Regions from separate parts of the Mus musculus genome. Here region 2 is linked to region 1. The links are chromatin contacts, called in public HiChIP or PLAC-seq maps. All regions are on one chromosome and are shown on one strand. Each heading gives the region's core, a stretch centred on a gene start, on an enhancer-like site or on the middle of the called end of the contact. The rest is flanking DNA. Distances are from core to core; before and after follow the strand shown.

What was found. HiChIP or PLAC-seq counts read pairs in DNA pulled down with a chosen protein or histone mark.
Region 2: an H3K27ac HiChIP or PLAC-seq map of extraembryonic endoderm stem cells shows a contact between it and region 1. The contact joins the enhancer-like site here to the promoter of Uhrf2 in region 1. A contact is called at or near these places in 1 of 39 promoter capture datasets (the 3T3-L1 cell line), 14 of 484 Hi-C or Micro-C datasets (adipose-derived mesenchymal stem cells, cerebral cortex, cortical neurons and 3 more) and 6 of 115 datasets of contacts at active chromatin or transcription factors (bone marrow-derived macrophages, embryonic limb bud, embryonic stem cells and 2 more).

Annotation. Positions count from the first base shown.
Region 1 is chr19:30,029,170-30,032,520 of GRCm38.p6, forward strand. It overlaps Uhrf2 (ubiquitin-like, containing PHD and RING finger domains 2), which reads left to right and starts at 1,344. Exons shown (of 16, transcript NM_144873.2): 1 at 1,344-1,762. The coding sequence starts at 1,610.
Region 2 is chr19:30,205,603-30,208,883 of GRCm38.p6, forward strand. No RefSeq gene overlaps it. Among named protein-coding and RNA genes, the nearest start is that of Mbl2, 26 kb to the right of the region's middle. Within about 2 kb of position 1,524, at least 6 of the 459 cell types and tissues checked have an H3K27ac peak or open chromatin away from gene starts, as enhancers often do. A contact at or near this core is called in extraembryonic endoderm stem cells, where this site is marked.

The sequences.
Region 1 (3,351 bases), core at 94-2,593:
AATGCTAATGTTCACACTTGCCCTTCATTATTTAGTCAACCTCTCTCAGAAGTGTAGTGTCTTCTGATGTGTGAAAATGCACTCCCAGTCTTTGCTTAAGCACCCTATCTTCTTTGAATATTCCCAGTTTATCTAAATTCTCTTAATAACAAAAGCTCTAAAATACCTTCTTGTGTGCTACTAAGGGAGTGGCAAGGAAGCTAACATTCCCTCGGTGTTTATGAGCACTATTTTACCTGGAGGAAATTGAAGCAGTTTGTTCAAGATCACAGTTAAACAGAAAGACTGCAATTCTCGCGCGTCCCAACCCGTGAGCCCAAGACTCAAGGCTTCAGACTGCAGCACACCGTTGGCAGTGCACCACGAATAACAGCCCGAGACCCTAGCATATCCTTGTAACAACAAATAGTTGATCCCTTCATGGGTCAGATTAGATGTTCTCAGATGTATCTGTTGCCTTATCAACTAAATGTTTTAGTTAACTAGGAAGCTGTCGAGGTAACTTAGAGGCTCTAGGTATATATATATATATTCATATCTCGAGCTGACGCACATTTCACTCTTCCTGTATTTCCATTTAGGCCATCTTGACTAATCAATTTGGTTGTTACAAAGTTGTGCCTCTTATCCTCATGGGAATGATTAGTACTGACATTACGGATACCGGTGAATGTAAGATAATGCGTTTGCTTTGCTTTCTCTCTTAAGTCTTCCATTTTTGGATGGGTCCCCTGAGTGTGGGGGCCGTATCCCGCCCTGGGATCTCCGGATTTTTGGATCGGAGGTGTACAGTCCTGCAAAGCCAGGATCCCTGCGGCTAAAGGCGCCCTTAGCGCAGAAGGCCCACTCGGTCAGGTCCAGCTCCCGCTCCGGCTCTCCGGTCGGGAAACGTGGGTGCGAGGCCTCTGCCCTGGGGCCTCCCGGAAGCGGGTTTCCTCGGCGGGAAGCACGTCCATCAAGCCGACGCGCCCCGGGAGAGGCCGCGTGGCGGGCGCACACCCTGGTGTGAAGTCTCGGGAACGTAGGCTGCATCCCCATTTCTTGCTCACGCCAGCGCGCAGCACGGCTAGCTATTGTTCGTGCGTTTTTGAGACCATGGAGTCTAGGCCTCAGGAGACTGCGAGGTGACCAACGACAACGAGGGCACAGGGCGAGCTGGCCTCGGCGAGCCTGCCCAACCCCGCCCTCCTCCGAGTAACGGCTCTGGAGGCCCCGCCCCCTCCCATATTAGCGCCCCCCAGGCTGTGCGTGGGGCGGAGCCCCGCGTGGATCTCGCGAGATCCGGGTTGGCGCCGTGACCTCCATGTGGGAGCTGCATCTCTATAAGTAAACAGTGCGCGCCGCCGAGCCATGGCTCCTTCCTATTTGTGAGGCGCGGGCTGCGCTCGCACCTCGGGCGGGTTCCGGTTTCCTTCCACCGAGGAGGGGCGGGCGGGCGGTCGCGCGGTCTAAGAGCGTCAGTCCTCGCCCGCACCCGCGTTCGCCGAGTCGCCGCCGCAGAGAACCGGATCCTCCCGGGGAGGCGGCGGGGACCGGGCGGGGCGCGGCGCGGCGGCCCGAGCGCAGGGCCAGACAAAGGGGCTTGGTCCCCTGTCCCCGTGCCGCCGCGATGTGGATCCAGGTCCGCACCATCGACGGCTCCCAGACGCGCACCATCGAGGACGTTTCTCGCAAAGCCACCATCGAGGAGCTGCGCGAGCGGGTCTGGGCGCTCTTCGATGTAAGGCCCGAGTGCCAGCGCCTGTTCTACCGGGGCAAGCAGGTGAGGCGCCCCGCGGGGAGCCCGGGCGCGAGCAGCCGGCGCCCCGGGACGAGGCTGGGTGTCCAGGGCTGCGCCCCGCTGTGCTCGGGATGGGCCGCTGGCGGGGCGCGGGATGCGGGGCCTGGAGCTCGGGCCTGCGGCTGCCCCCCCCCTCCCCCCAAGCGCGCCTAGCGGGTCGGAAGGTGCGGGACGCGGTGTTGTCGCTGGCAGCGGCCACGGACATAGCCTCCGAGGGTCCTGGGGGATCCTCTTCCCGCCTTTGGGGGGGGGGGGGATCGGAGCCTGGAAAGGCAACAGGCTCCGGCAGCCATGCCGGGGCGCGGGAGGGACGAGCTGGCTTTATTCGCAGCGCCGTCTCCGACTCCTCTAAGGACTTGCTTCTTTTCCGTGCCCCCGGCTCCTAGATGCGACGTGGAAAGGGAAGCACCTTATCCCTGTTTCCTCACTAGAAGGATTTGAACACTGAACATCGGAACGGTGGTAGAATGCGTGCCCCTCCTTCCTTGTCGTCAGTCTCAGACTGGGGATTTGTTCTGTAAAAGATCAGAGACCTCTAATTTAAGGAACGATGTTTGTAACCTGAAGTCGGGTTTAAGTCTGTTGAATATACGGACAGATTATTTCCCCATAAACTTTACCTCTCATCTTTGTGTGTCCCCTAAGTTCGGGCTTTCAACTCAAACCTTTCAGCATAATCAGCAGTAATTCAAAAAAAGCCAGAAAGTTGTGTTGGGCCACAAGGGTGCTTGTGGGCATCTCCGTTAATTTTAAGTAAGGCTCTGCCTGATGAGGCTAAGACGTTTCCTATCCAGTAAGTCTCAGAGTCTTATGATTAGACACCCAGACCCACATTGTTTTTCTTGCCTTTGTCTTTAGTCCACTAAAAAAGTTGGCATCCTGCAGTCAGTTGACCACAGTTTGGCTCCAGTCCTGAGTTTTGAATTAAGTGCAGTTCTCTCTGATTCGATGGAAGTAGCCTATAAGCCACAAAGGGTTTAGAAGGAATATTTTTGTTCCCTTTACAGATTTACAACTTCTCAGACTGGTCAAAATTTTCTAAGTAACAGATTATACAACCGGCAAGAAAAAGCCAGGGTTTTGGTAAAGTGTTTGGAAGGCCTCTGACAGAAAACCTGTAGCACTTTCTGCTCTTGTTGTATCCACTATATTGTTTCTTGAGTGTTTGACCAGTAAAGAGTTTACTTGTCTGGAAAGTTGGTTTTTAAACAGTCATACCTATTAAATACTTTGTAGCATTGTATTGCTGTGCCTCAAGTGGCTATTATCTTTTCCTTTTGGCTATCAGTGAAAGCTATACAAATAGTAATAATATTGTACATTGACTCCTAGAATAGTTGGGCGACTCCAATACAAGAAATAGAAATGAAAGATGACTTATGAAATAGACTTACACTAATAATCAGAAAATGGTTCCTGGTTGGGGGTAGAGAAACCCTAGTGGCCAACCCCTCCCCCCATTGTTAGTGATTCACTACTTCTCTCTCCACAGCCCAATAACCATTAAGGATAAAAAAGAGAATTCCAGTGCCAGCCTTTGACTTGAACACCAGAAAAGGAAAACCGTTGAC
Region 2 (3,281 bases), core at 274-2,773, 180 kb after region 1:
TGTTCGTTTTCACAAACCGCACATGTACCGTTTTGATTTTGGATACCAGATTTACGATTTCAGGACATTGACGTGAGATGGGAACCTGAGCTTACAGCACTGCACAGACCAATCCCTCTCATCAAAATCTTTTGTGTGCTGCAGCTCAGGGGTATAGAGTGCTTGCTTGGCATGCATGAGGCCCAAGATCCAAAACTCTGTTCCTATCCTTCCTCCCCCAATAAAAAATTAATCTGAGGACTGAGGAATTTGTTCAGTGGTAGACCACTCACCAAACATGTGCAAGGACCTGGGATCATTCCAGCACTGGACACCCCCCCCCCAAATACAATAGTCCTTTAGATTGCAATATAGTCTGTTGTCTTGAGATATGTCCCTTTGACTTCTTCAGTTGAAGCCATATCCCATTTTTGCCAGTCACCTACTGCACGGTGGTGGATACTAGACATGTATTTCTGTGCTAGTGTAATCAGTGGACAAGTCACATGAGCACAGGGTGGGTGTTGATCATTTTCCATGCAGAGTGTTTGATCCTCACACTAATCATTCATGGCAGAATAAGTGTTGGCACGGAAGCTGTGGGATTGGAGTCCTGGAGGTCAGCGTCCCACCTCATGCTGTTAGAGGGTGCTTTTCATATGTCATATCAGGGAAGGGAAGGGAGAATCGCATCCAGTCTGCAGGGTGGTGCTGTGCACAGATTGTAATGCATTAGTGATGGACTCCAGTGGGTAATGCCTTCGTGCCACGTTAAAGGAAAGCAATAAAAAAACCACTTCCCCTTGGAGTGGTTTACACAGGAGTGCAGATTTGTATTTTCTAGTTCATGCTCCCTGCCATCCATCTTCTGTCCATCGCTTGTGGGAGTCCGAATCTGGGCCTGCCTGAAGAGTTTGTGAATCTGTGTGTCCCTGTGTCTATGTCTGTGTGTGTGATGTCTGTTGTATGAGCTGTGTGTGTGTGTCTATGGTTCTCTCTTTCTCTACTCTGTCTGTGATATATGCCTTTTTTTTTTTTTTTTTTTTGGTTTTTCGAGACAGGGTTTCTCTGTATAACCCTGGCTGTCCTGGAACTCACTCTGTAGACCAGGCTGGCCTCGAACTCAGAAATCCGCCTGCCTCTGCCTCTCGATTGCTGGGATTAAAGGCGTGCGCCACCACCGCCTGGCTGATATATGTCTTTTAACAAAGGGCTTTGCTCTGTATTGAACAGCAGAGAGGGCATCACATGAGGGAAGGCATGTGGTAGTTCATAGAAATCTTTAACAGAGTTTTACAGAGATTAAGTCGCTGGCTCCAACTGTCCCAACTGACCCAGATAACAAATATCATTGTTTATCCACCAATGCCCCTAGATGGATGGTAGATTTTAGGAAATTTGCTTTCAGTTGATATATTTGCTGCTTTCAGGGAGTTGATACACATGCATTGTTCTGGGTCAGGAGCAAGCAGGAGTACATGACTTAAGATAGCAGCTACACTTTAACTTAGGTTGTAAAAACTGATTATGTGGGAAACTCAAGGCAAGTAAGATTGTTGATACATTGTTCTCTTAAAGGCAGGCTAAACAGTCAGGCTGAGTACACAGTAGGCTAGCAGTCTTAAGTGACTTCAAGGTAAATTATTAACTTTGGCTGTGAGGTCCAGCAAAAGTTCTGGTCTCATAGGATGTAAAAGCTATTGTCAGAATATTGCACTGCCAGTGACAGCCCAGAGTGTTTCTTCAACCTGAAGGTTTCCAGAACCGGGAATGTTCTAGAAAGCCAAACACTGGACTATGGGAGACTCGGCAGCCGTTGTGTAGCTGTGAAGCCAGGGAGAGGGCCTGAGTCTTTTCTATGATGCTCCTGTTTGCCCGCCTTCCCCAACCACCCACACTCAGATTTGCCCTCTGTCACTTTGCTTGTTCACTCAGGCCCATCACCATGTGGGCAGCTCAGCTTTCTGTCAACTTGACACAAGTTAGAGTCATCTGGGAAGAGAGACCCTCAACGGAGAAAATGCCCTCATAAGATTGTTCTGTAGGCAAATGTGTGGGGGCACTTTCTTAATTAATGATTGATATAGGTGGGCCCAGTGGCCCACTGCCCTCAGCAAGTGGTCCTAGGTTGTATAAGAAAGCCTTTTTAGCAAGACATGGGGAGAAAGCCATTAAGCAATGTTTCCCCCCATGATCTGTTTCAGGTTCTGCCTTCAGGTTCAGGCCTCTAGTCCCTGCCCACTTCCTGATGATGGACTGTAACCTTTAAGCCAAACAAGCCCATTCCTCCCTAGGCTGCTTGTGGTCATGGTGTTCATCACAGCAATAGGAAGCAAACTAAGACACTGTGTGACAGTCCCTATTCACAGTGTGGGGCCAGAGCCTATTGCCCTTACCATTCCTGAAATCCTCTTGTGGCAGAGCCTTGCTCCATGACTTTTGGGCACTCAGGTCAGAAAGTGCACAACTCAGATGTTTCCACCTCTTTGTAGCAAACCCACAGCAGCTGTGGCATGGGGGGCAAGCAGAGAACTCACTAACAGCCAGGGACCAGTAGGCGTTTAAAACACAAGCTTGACAGCTGGGATTGAAGTGAGGCTAGGAAGTCACTGGGGTCTGGACACAGCATCTGTACTGCAGAAACCTTGGGGCATTTGGCTGAAGTACCTGTTCATGAGAGGAGCCTGAGGTGCACAGATGGTTCCATTTGAAGGCTCTAGGCACATAGGAAAGAAACACCCTTCCCCACTGGAGTTCAGTTCCAAATGAGACCCAGATAGACACCACCAGACAGACAGGCAGCATTGCTGAACTGCTTCCCTGGGTAAAGAATGCTACACAGACACAGAGCCCTGGCTTATGAGGGACAAGCTGAGGTTGTATAATTCATAATGAGCCTCAAAGTTACAGGGTGGGGGAGGTGAGTGGTGGGTCTCATGATCCAGCACAGCCCTCTAAACCCAGCCTTCATCTCTACTTCCCTCCACTCCTCTAGGCTGTACTGACCATATTCTATGTCTCTCCTGGAGTCTCTTCAGCATCGTCTTTGCCTGGAGCATTCTTTTTTTTTTTTTTTTTTTTTTTTTTTTTTTTTTTTTTTTCCTAATCACTTTATCTACTTTGCTCAAGTCTCATTCTTTCAAAGAGGCCTACCCTGAAGATTTTGTTCAACTCTGCTACCAATGCCCTGTTCAACCTGGGGTTAACTGGTCAAGGTTTTGCCATTGCTGGTAGGAATCATAGCCATACCTGTTACAATGAGATTTAAAGATCTTATTGTCACCAAAAGGGGTGGAGGTCCT